2 separate regions of the Gossypium hirsutum genome follow, and region 1 is linked to region 2. A link is a contact called in public Hi-C data. All regions are on one chromosome and are shown on one strand. The core of a region is the stretch at or near the end of the contact, and the rest is flanking DNA. Distances in the headings are between cores, read along the strand shown.

Region 1 (5,239 bases), core at 656-3,155, 280 kb before region 2:
CATTCCACTTGACAACGATCCTTTCTTAAGCCTCAAGGCAAACACCATCAAGCAAACTACCATAACAGTGGCCCCTACCACTGTAAACCCTGTTTTAAATGAAAGGTCAATTTTCTTTAGTCAGAAATATTAGTTGATTTTTCATTCTTATAAACACAGATATAAGAATGTGTTTATTACCTATGATTAGCTTAATCTTCAAACTGGTACCTGCAGACGACCCTGGAACATAAAATAGACAATCATGTTACCTAGACGTACATTTTTCTTAAATTATTCGTGTTTTATATTCATATCTGATATGTATTTGGATTTAAAGAAAAAATTTAATAAAAAATGAAATGTAATTTGCAAATACTATGTTCTAAATTTTTAGAATTTTATGATCCATAAGTGCCAGCAAAGTTGGGGGGGGGGGGTTTAGCAGTAAAGATATAGCTGTTTCTTTGGCTATATTTCCTTGTTCCTGCTGAAAAGCAAGCATGTTACTTTAGAATAATAACATATGTTCAAATTTGTCAGCTTTAAAGTTGATGCCTTTCACCTAAAGTATATTTCATATGCAGACAGCTGATTCAACACTTTTTTTTTTCTTTTGAATTCTTTAATTTATGCTTCCAAGCATTGGGAATCCATGTAGAGCTCACAACTTTAATATATCAAAGGGATGGAAGCACCTAGATTTTGAGACCTCACATGGTTGAAAAAGTCGCTGGTTTTAGAAAAATTTTTATATAGTGCTCTCTAAATGCATATATGAAGCAGTTAAACCAAGAAACCTGATTAATTTGATCCAAAAACTCTAATTACTCCAAAGAAAATGTGTTTTTACTGCATACCTGATAGAAGACAAGTTGATGCATCAGTATGATTTGGGCAATAACAAGTGAATTGATTCAAACTGTTATTATACCCACACCTACCCCCAGAATCATTGCAGTCTTCACATTTGGAAGCTATATTTGCATCCCATTTCAATCCAAATCCATTACCAAGAGGCAAAACCAAAGTATCTGGAGTTGGGTTTCTCTTGATTGTCTCAACTGCAGTATAAAAAGCTGGAACAATCACATGGCTATCACAAGATCTCAACCCATCTTTCACTTCAGTTGACAGGTTGCCCAGAACAGATGCTATAACATAGTAATTCACCATATCTGTTCCATTGCTGGTGCTGCAGTTAAACAGACTTGGAAACCCTGAGGATATGTTGGAAATCAAAGGGCAGTGGTAATACAATGTTATGTTCTCAAGGTTCCAAGCATAACTCAAAAGGTTGAAGTTCAAGGTGGTATTGAGCAGGGTTCGGGGACAAAGGGATTGAAGATAATCAATTCTTGCAACAGTGAAAGCTTGTAAATTGATGTTGATCTCAATGACTTTGTAACTTACAGACATGATTGTAATCTCGGTTTCTTCATCTTCCAGGCAAGTTAACTTCAACCCTGGTTGACCACAATACTCAGGCCTGTCACCTCCCCAAAAAGGGTAGCTAACATTTTTTATCTTCCCACAATGGAACTGTTTGCTGCAGCCCAAATAGTGTTCATTGCTTGAACTTAACAACGGTGGAACTTGAACTGACAAAAGGATAATGGTGAAGAAAACCAGGGGAAGACATGAAGTTGCAGATAGAAAGAGAGGCATGTTTGTTTGGTAAAAAGTTATTTACATGTAAATGAAGTGAAAAACTAACATTGGGAAGTGGAAGAAAGGATACAGTGAATGTGATGAAGAAAGGTTTTTATGATTAAAGGAAGTGATTAATGATTCTAATAACTTGGGAGCAGTAAAAAGAAAGTTTTCCCCCATTTTTTTTTTTTAATCATTGATAGTCTGAATGTGTGAAAAACATTCTTAATGGGATTGTGGTTGGTATTTAATGATGCTGGGTCCTGGGGAGGTGACCATTAAAGAAACAAGAAAGGAATTCAGCCATTGCTTCCTTTGTTCTATGTAATATATGATTTCCTTTTTTAACAAACAATTAATTTTTTTAGAATTTGTGATTTCTTTTATAACATATTTTTTAAAAATTTAAATGTAATACACACTCTGATCGGATCGATAATTATTGATTTAATATATATATATAAAGATAAATTTAAGCGGCAGACAAAGATGTTGGTTCCCCAAGAATAAAAAAATTCCAGTTCAATCCTCTTGTAAATAATAAAATTACAAATTTATATATAATGAAATTGTATTTGACCCCTCTAAAATAATCATTTTAGTCCTTAAAAATGAAAAAGAATTATAAATTATAAATAATAAAATTATGTTTTAAGATTATGTTATTATCTCTATCTATATAATATAGCCCATATATATATATGTATATATATAATATTTCATCAGTTTTGTTTACAAATCTTGTGCCATTGTAAGTAACTGGACTGCTTTAATCTTAAAATCTGAGTCTAAATACAATTGCCAAAACTAGGTGCTTGCTTAAACCCAATTTTTTTTTTTCAAGTCAAAAGGCAATCGAATAATATCTCTAATTTTCTATTTAATTATTGAATCGATATTCTATTATAATAAAATATTTAAAAATAACAGGTTTTTTTGGTTTTATATATATTTTTTATTGTACACTATATCGAACAGGAAACCCATAACCAGGTCATATCTATGCTAAATAGAAGCAGCAGAGTGATACACATTATATTATATATAATATTCCACTGACTGACCCCATTCCCTAGTTGCTATCACATCCAATTTGATATTTGCAACTAAACTGAGAGATGCCAAGCTTTGCAGGGCTTGGAATCATCATTTGTAACTTCAAATTTGTCTACAAACAGTATCCAGATCATATTAGTACACTTTCTTAATAGCATTAATGCTCAAGGTTCAAGATCAAACATTAAGGTACCAACTTGAGTATTTGACAATTTGGTAGAGGGATATAAGCTGCAGAAACAGTAGAAGAAGCTACCAGATCAAATGATACTTTCATTTCATATGCAAAACTTTGCCAAATGTACACCAATGGATCATGGATACTAGTTGATGTCCACACATTGTGATAATGACAATAAAATCTAATCTCCTTGATATAAACAAAGCATCATCAAAAGCCGAATTTTGATGAGCTAACGAAACCTAATATGCGCAATAAAAGCTTTGATGTCAATGGAAAAAGAGATGTTTAGCCTTGAAAAGTACAGTAGCATCATGCAAATGCCAAACTAGCTTTAGCATTCGATAAGAAGCATGCATAATGTGGTAGGACTTGTGGCTTATCTAATACTGGACTTCAATAATTTATCGGCTTCACCTTTGCTCATTTGCCCATGTGGGTTAAGATCCTGCTGATTAAAGCTTCTTTCTTCCCACTAACAGGAAGGTTGTGGGCATTTAAGTAGACTTTCAAATCTCCTACTGTTAAATTCTTCAACTGCAAAAGAGGAATAAATAGGCAAGATAAACTTCCTTGGATTTGTCAAGTGTGACAATTTCAGTACCCCAATTAACAGCAATCTTGCTACATATACTAGGTTTCATGCCAATGTTACATTCCAAAATCAGGGGAAAATAGAATCGGAAAACAAAACACTAGTATATTTTTACTAAACGAGAGTTATTCAAAAAATAAAAGAAACCTGATCGGAACCAAACCGACTTCACCCCTACCAAGAAGTTTATAAACACTTTTTCTTCAAGTGAAACAGCATTTTCTTCTAAAATAGCATTCACTCAAATAAATTAAGCCTCAAGTGTTTTTGCCTCAAATCCTGGTTTGTACAATTACCCTCAAATTTAGTTCAAAAGAATCCATTTCGATGACTAAGAGAAATTTAAAGCATTGTTGAATCAAAGAAAACAATTAAATAAACCTCTCACCTGCCCCTTGTCTGCAAGGTTACCCCAATCATAATCCTTAGCTGCATTTTCTGCAATAGCTTTACGTTTTCTAGAGGCCTCGCTCATTTTTTCTTTACCCATGTCACTTTCCTCATCATAGCTGTCCCCATAAACAGAAAGCTTAAATGCTTCTGCTGCCTTAACAACTGCTGGTCTGTGCCAAAAAATTGCTCATGATGACCGGTTTGTAGGCCAAAAGATTTTATAAACCACCAGAACGGGATGAAAGAGTTCAAGAATAAAGCCAAATCCTTATTACCTAGTCAAACCTTCCTCATCAGGTGCTGTCTCATCAATGGTCTCTGGAATATCATCTTCTGCTAAAGCTAGAGCCTGCAATACTGCATAATGTCTCTGCAGAGCTGCAACAATTTATCATAACATGGTGACCGAGTCAACAAAGTATAACAGAAGAATGACATCAATAACTTGGCAGTCCAAAAAAGTCTGATACCTCAGAATTTATTACTATCAAACCTTAAAATTACTCATATTGCTTGAAAAGAATGGGAACTGATACCATTTGACAAGCGGTAATTACATAAACTTGAACATACAGAAGGAAAAAAATCAACTGAAATTATATCAATTCATGATTAAACCTTGTCCATAGATGTTTATACTCAGTATCATAAGCAAATTGTACTTCCATGATATAACTCTAGAGTAACAGGTGTACTCTGATTCATTACTTCAATCATGTTAAAAACAAAAAAAATGCTTTTCACACACTTGGAACCATTCTAAAATTTCAGGGCTACAGTGTATTTAATGATTTATTGATTTTCATACGGTCTGTGAATAACTATAAGCAATAGAATGGCAGTGTTTATAAGTATAAACTATAAAATGACAGCTTACCAGGGTTAGCAAATTGGAAAGCGGAAAAATCCTTCACATAAATACGTTTTATTAAAGCAGCAGCTTTTTGAATTTGATCCTCATCAGCTCGAGGTGCATCCTCTTCTGTATCTGGAAATATCTGTGAAACACCCCAATTTTATCAGTGATAACATGACTTGAAAATCTTTTAGCATAAACTCAAAGAATATGTCCTTGCCTCTTCATCATCTCTGATGTCATCAGAGTACGGAAGGTATATCATGTGCATTCCAGGCGGCTCCATTTGAGCTCCAGCACTGGTAATCTCATCCTGTGAAATTTCAAGAAGATTGATAAACTGTCACAATTGTCTATATTAACATAAATGAATGCAATGAAAATGTCTCATTGTATCTTTCAGTTTTGAATAGCAAAATTTGCAATTCTAACTGTCATTTTTACATCGTTGTCATAAAGAAATTGAAAGTTCTCTCCCCAAGTTTCTTATAAAACAAATTTAATTTCTCTGCACATGTCAAGAAGT
Region 2 (4,589 bases), core at 604-3,103:
ACATTTTGGTCTACGAAATTATGAGAAAACGGGCTCGGGAGTCGGTTACGTACGAGGAAGGATTAGCACCCTCGCAACGCCCAAAATTGATACCAATTTGAACAGTTTTGTCTTAATGTCAAAAGCTTGAAAGAATTTGGCAATAAGATCTCTTTTAAAACCGTAATAATTTGAGTTGAAAATCGAAATTCTTTCGTCCCAAAAGAATGCGAACATCACATCCAGCGTGATTGGACACGATATTCTTAAACTTTCGTAACTAAAAATCATCTCGTAATTTGTAAAATCTATTAAAAAGGATATTTTAGATATTTAGACAAACGGGAAATCGCAACCTAGCATGTTAGGGCACTATTTCCCGAATTCCTAAATACAAAAGACATTGCCTTGTTTTTTAAGATTCCTTTGGATTAAATGAAATATAAAAATTTTAAAAACGATGATGCATTTAACCTATTACAAAAGATCAATATTGGATTAATTAAACTACGTACTTTAACATTTCATGCAAATATAATGTAGAAAATGGTAAATACAACATAAATCACACAATATACTTTAACATTTCATGCATATATAATAAAAAATGATGAATAATGGCATAAATGACACAATATACATTATCATTTTATGCATATATGATCATAGATAACATAAATATACATGCATTATCGTTACATGCAAAATACAACGTAGAGCATAATGAATACAACAATATAAATTGCAATATATATATACAACAATATTTCATGCAATTGTAGCTTAAATCAACATAAACAATTAATTTTCATGCAAACGTGATAAACAACAAATCATGTAAACAACAAATAGCTAGTGAGATAGCATTAGCATGTTAAAACAATAAATACAAAAAATATAAAGTGAATAAACAAATCATGAACATAAAAACAAAAAAAAAACGAATAAAATAATAAAAAAGAAGTAAAAAATATATTAGAGCAATGTATAAATGATAAAGGAGAGTTTTTAAAAATAATTACTATATGTAATACATTACATAATATAATAATTCAAGGTCAAATCATCATATTGAATAGGAACAAAATTTTATACTTTTTTTAAAAAATATTATATACTGACCTCTAAATAATGATATATAAATGTAATTTTTAGTAATAATTTAAAATTTTAATTATACATAATAAACAGTTAATAAAATGATATAAAATAAAATAATAAGTAATTAAAAATGATATAATATAATAATTTCCATATATAAATATAGTAAGATAAATAATATATAAAGTAAAATGCATATATAATATAAAAAACGTATATAATATAAAAATAATATACATTATTTATATATATAACTAATGTTTAAAAAATACATATAAAAATTTATAAGAAACGTATATAATAATATAATATGAAAATAATATACATTATTTTATATAACTAATATTTAAAAATAATAATACATATAGTATTTGAAAATAAATTAAATATATATAAAAAAGGACTAAGATCGAAATTTTTTAAAAAAAACTAGGGCTAATTACAAATAAATAAAAATTTGGGGTTTAATTGAAATGCGCATTAGAAATGAGGGACTCACTGGGAAATTATCCCTAATCCCCAAAACGACATCGTTCTCGGCACAGGTCTTACAATGGCTATTAGGACCAAATTACAATAAATGTAAAAGTTTAGAACCAGATTGAAATAAAAATAAAATGAATTTTAGAAAACATAAAAATACGGAAGGATCAATTGGGAAATTATCCCTTTAAACAAAAAATGCGCGGATCCTCACTTTGGAACGACGTCGTTTTGGTTATTAAACAACCATTCTAAAATGACGTCGTATGGGCTATCAATAAATACAAAAAAAGTTTGAAAATTCATTTGGTTCCATGTTTTTAAAAAAAAAAAGAAAGTTCTCTGAAAAGGAGAATAGGAGAGCCTTTCCAGGTTTCTCCGACCTCTGTCAGACCAGACTCCGGTCACCGGGTTCATGCGTCCACGCGCTACACGCGCTACACGCGCTACACGCGCTACACGCGCCACCGTACACGACGGTTTGGAAGGTTCAAAACCTTCACTTTCCTTGGCGAATCACAGGTAACCCCTTTTCCCATTTTAAAATACCAATTTTTCACCAAAATAACTCGCATACATGTTGAACCATAGATAACAGAATATGAAACTAAAGTCACCTTTTAAAGAAACTGCTTGAATTTCTATGAATATCCATATATCTGTTCTCTTTTGTATATATTTTTCGTATGTATAAAAAAAAAGGCCTCTCTTTTACAGTGAAATCATTCAGCTTTTATAGCCTCTATTTACAGGTTTGTATATTCTCTACTCGATTTTTGCCATATTTGCATTCGTCTTTGCTGTTCCTCTTTCCTTTTTTGCAGGTACCATCGAGGATCTCACGGCGAGGAGTGGGCTGGCGTTGATCCGTGCGCCAATCACGACGCAATACAGAGCCTGGAATCACGGCACTGATGGAGGTGACGATGACGGTCACTGGAACGGCGCAAAAAGGGTGTGAAGATTGGCGTGCCTGCGGTGCAAATTCTGGAACCTTCCTCTAGCGTTTGCAGTGCCTAGGGTTTCAAAAACCCTAGGTCTTCCATCATCTGTTTGTAATTTGGGACTCCTTGGGCCGTGCCCATTTGTGGGTTGGGTGTAACCGGGCATAGGGTTCTTAGGCTACATGGGTCTTGAGTCATCAGGCTTTTAGGCCCATTTCTAAACTGGACATTACAACATGGACATTTATTTATTTAATTTACAAATTTCGTTTATTTCATTGCATGGGCCCTGGCAAATTTGGGGTGCTACAATAGAGTCGATATCATCTGGCACGAAATCAAGTTGTAGATCCCAAGTTGTTGAGCACCATTGGAAGGGAACATTTAAAAGTCAAGAATTGTGCCTTATCCATTTTGCAAGTTGGCTTAGAATGTTCTGCAGAGTTTCCAAATGATAGGCTTCATATGAAAGAGGTTGTTACAAAGTTAAAAAAGATCAAAGTAAAGTTATTAAGGGATATGCGACGCGTTCGATGAAGAGACCATTGTTAAATTGACTAAAATAAACATAAGCTTTGCTTTCTAGCAATGTCTTTGATAAATATTTATACAGATGCTCTGTTTTCCTAGAAAGTTTATTAATAGTTATTTCTACATTTAGTGATTTTTTTTAAAAAAAAAATAAGTTTAAGGAATTAGCTACAATAAGGTTGATGGGAGTCTATATTAATCATTGCTCGATGAGCATCTTCTTCTAACAAAGATCGAGCATGATCAGCTGGGTCTTCAAAAGTTGTTAACCTATTAAGATTACTAGGAACAACTTTGGTCATGCAATCTGTCAGTCTATTATGTTCTCGCAAGACATGCCGAAACTTAAGTTGCCAATATTACTTGCATAAATCATGTATTAAACAAAGTTCAGAAAGATTATTATCAACTGCATAACCATTCCCAATTATATCAATTAGCAATATATTTAGATTCAAATAAGTTACACTGAATTTTGATCATCATTTGTACTAATTTTATGAAATTGTATTGGTATAAAAAAAATTTAAGAATATAGGTACAAATTATTAAATGCCCAATATCAAAACATAGCAAAATTTGATCTCTTTTTTCAGTCTTTGCATAAGGTTTTCATTTATTCTATTTTAATAAAAATAATTTTTATAAGCCAAACAAATTTTATTAAAAGAACAAAAATATATAACAGTACATAAAAGGGACATCAACATTTAACACACTCGATACGTATCTTTCTGGTCTTCAACCAATATAAAGTAGTATAGGTTTCATTATGGTTAAGATTTTGATGCGTTTCGACCATTCCAATATGTTTCAGCTCGTTTCAGTCAATACTAACTTATACTAGTTCATACCGGCTTGTACCGATTGATAGGAGCTGCTTGTCTTGAGGTATTGTGCAATGTGTCTAGAGACAATTGATAGATTGTCTTGAGACATGACTTGCCAACGACTATATATAGAAAGCTAGGGGGAAATTATATCTAAGCCTTAAGGGGTAAAGGTATTAATTCTTATAGTAATTCAGGAAATCATTGAATATTGAAGTATACTAAAGTAGTGGAGGTAGGTAATTACAGGTGAACTACTTAAATTGAATTGCCCAAGCTTTCCTTTCCTTTCCTTTCCTTATCATTTAGAAAAGTTTACATTCCGTAAAAAAGATGAATCCAACGAGTATCATGGGAATTGTTACTTTTGTTTACTTAAGACTAATATCCTTCCTATTTTCACACTCCTTCATATAATTTGTTGATTGCCATGAGATTTTGAAGCACTCTAATCTAACTCAAAATTTTCACCCAATGAAATATATTGAGAAACTTTTTATGGTAGAAATAAGAAGATAACTCCCTCCATTGAATTTGCGTAAAAAGATTACTTCTTCAACGATACAACACATTGGGAATGTTTTTTCATAAAAGAAAATATCAATAATTTTTTTTTATTTGGAATTGATAATTGATAATTAATCCTTTTTCATATCTAAGCAGAAAAATCTAATTAGATAATACCAATTTCATCAATCATTCATCAATAGTAACATTTAGA

Evidence for each region. Hi-C and Micro-C count contacts between places; a contact is called where the count stands out from the background.
Region 1: a Hi-C map of leaf shows a contact between it and region 2, with 2.2 times the contacts expected there. The contact joins the promoter of LOC107916791 here to the promoter of LOC107954842 in region 2. A contact is called at or near these places in 2 of 34 Hi-C or Micro-C datasets (both in leaf).

What each region holds. Positions count from the first base shown.
Region 1 is chrA01:5,756,814-5,762,052 of Gossypium_hirsutum_v2.1, reverse strand. It overlaps LOC107916791 (LEAF RUST 10 DISEASE-RESISTANCE LOCUS RECEPTOR-LIKE PROTEIN KINASE-like 2.1), which reads right to left and starts at 1,905. Exons shown (of 3, transcript XM_016846162.2): 1 at 840-1,905; 2 at 181-222; 3 at 1-89. The coding sequence starts at 1,647. LOC107917996 (ATP-dependent DNA helicase 2 subunit KU70) reads right to left here. Exons shown (of 19, transcript XM_041074824.1): 15 at 4,934-5,026; 16 at 4,735-4,855; 17 at 4,133-4,235; 18 at 3,846-4,027; 19 at 2,942-3,406. The coding sequence ends at 3,345.
Region 2 is chrA01:5,475,128-5,479,716 of Gossypium_hirsutum_v2.1, reverse strand. It overlaps LOC107954842, which reads left to right and starts at 1,853. Exons shown (of 2, transcript XM_016890531.2): 1 at 1,853-2,085; 2 at 2,388-2,785. The coding sequence starts at 1,878. The coding sequence ends at 2,524.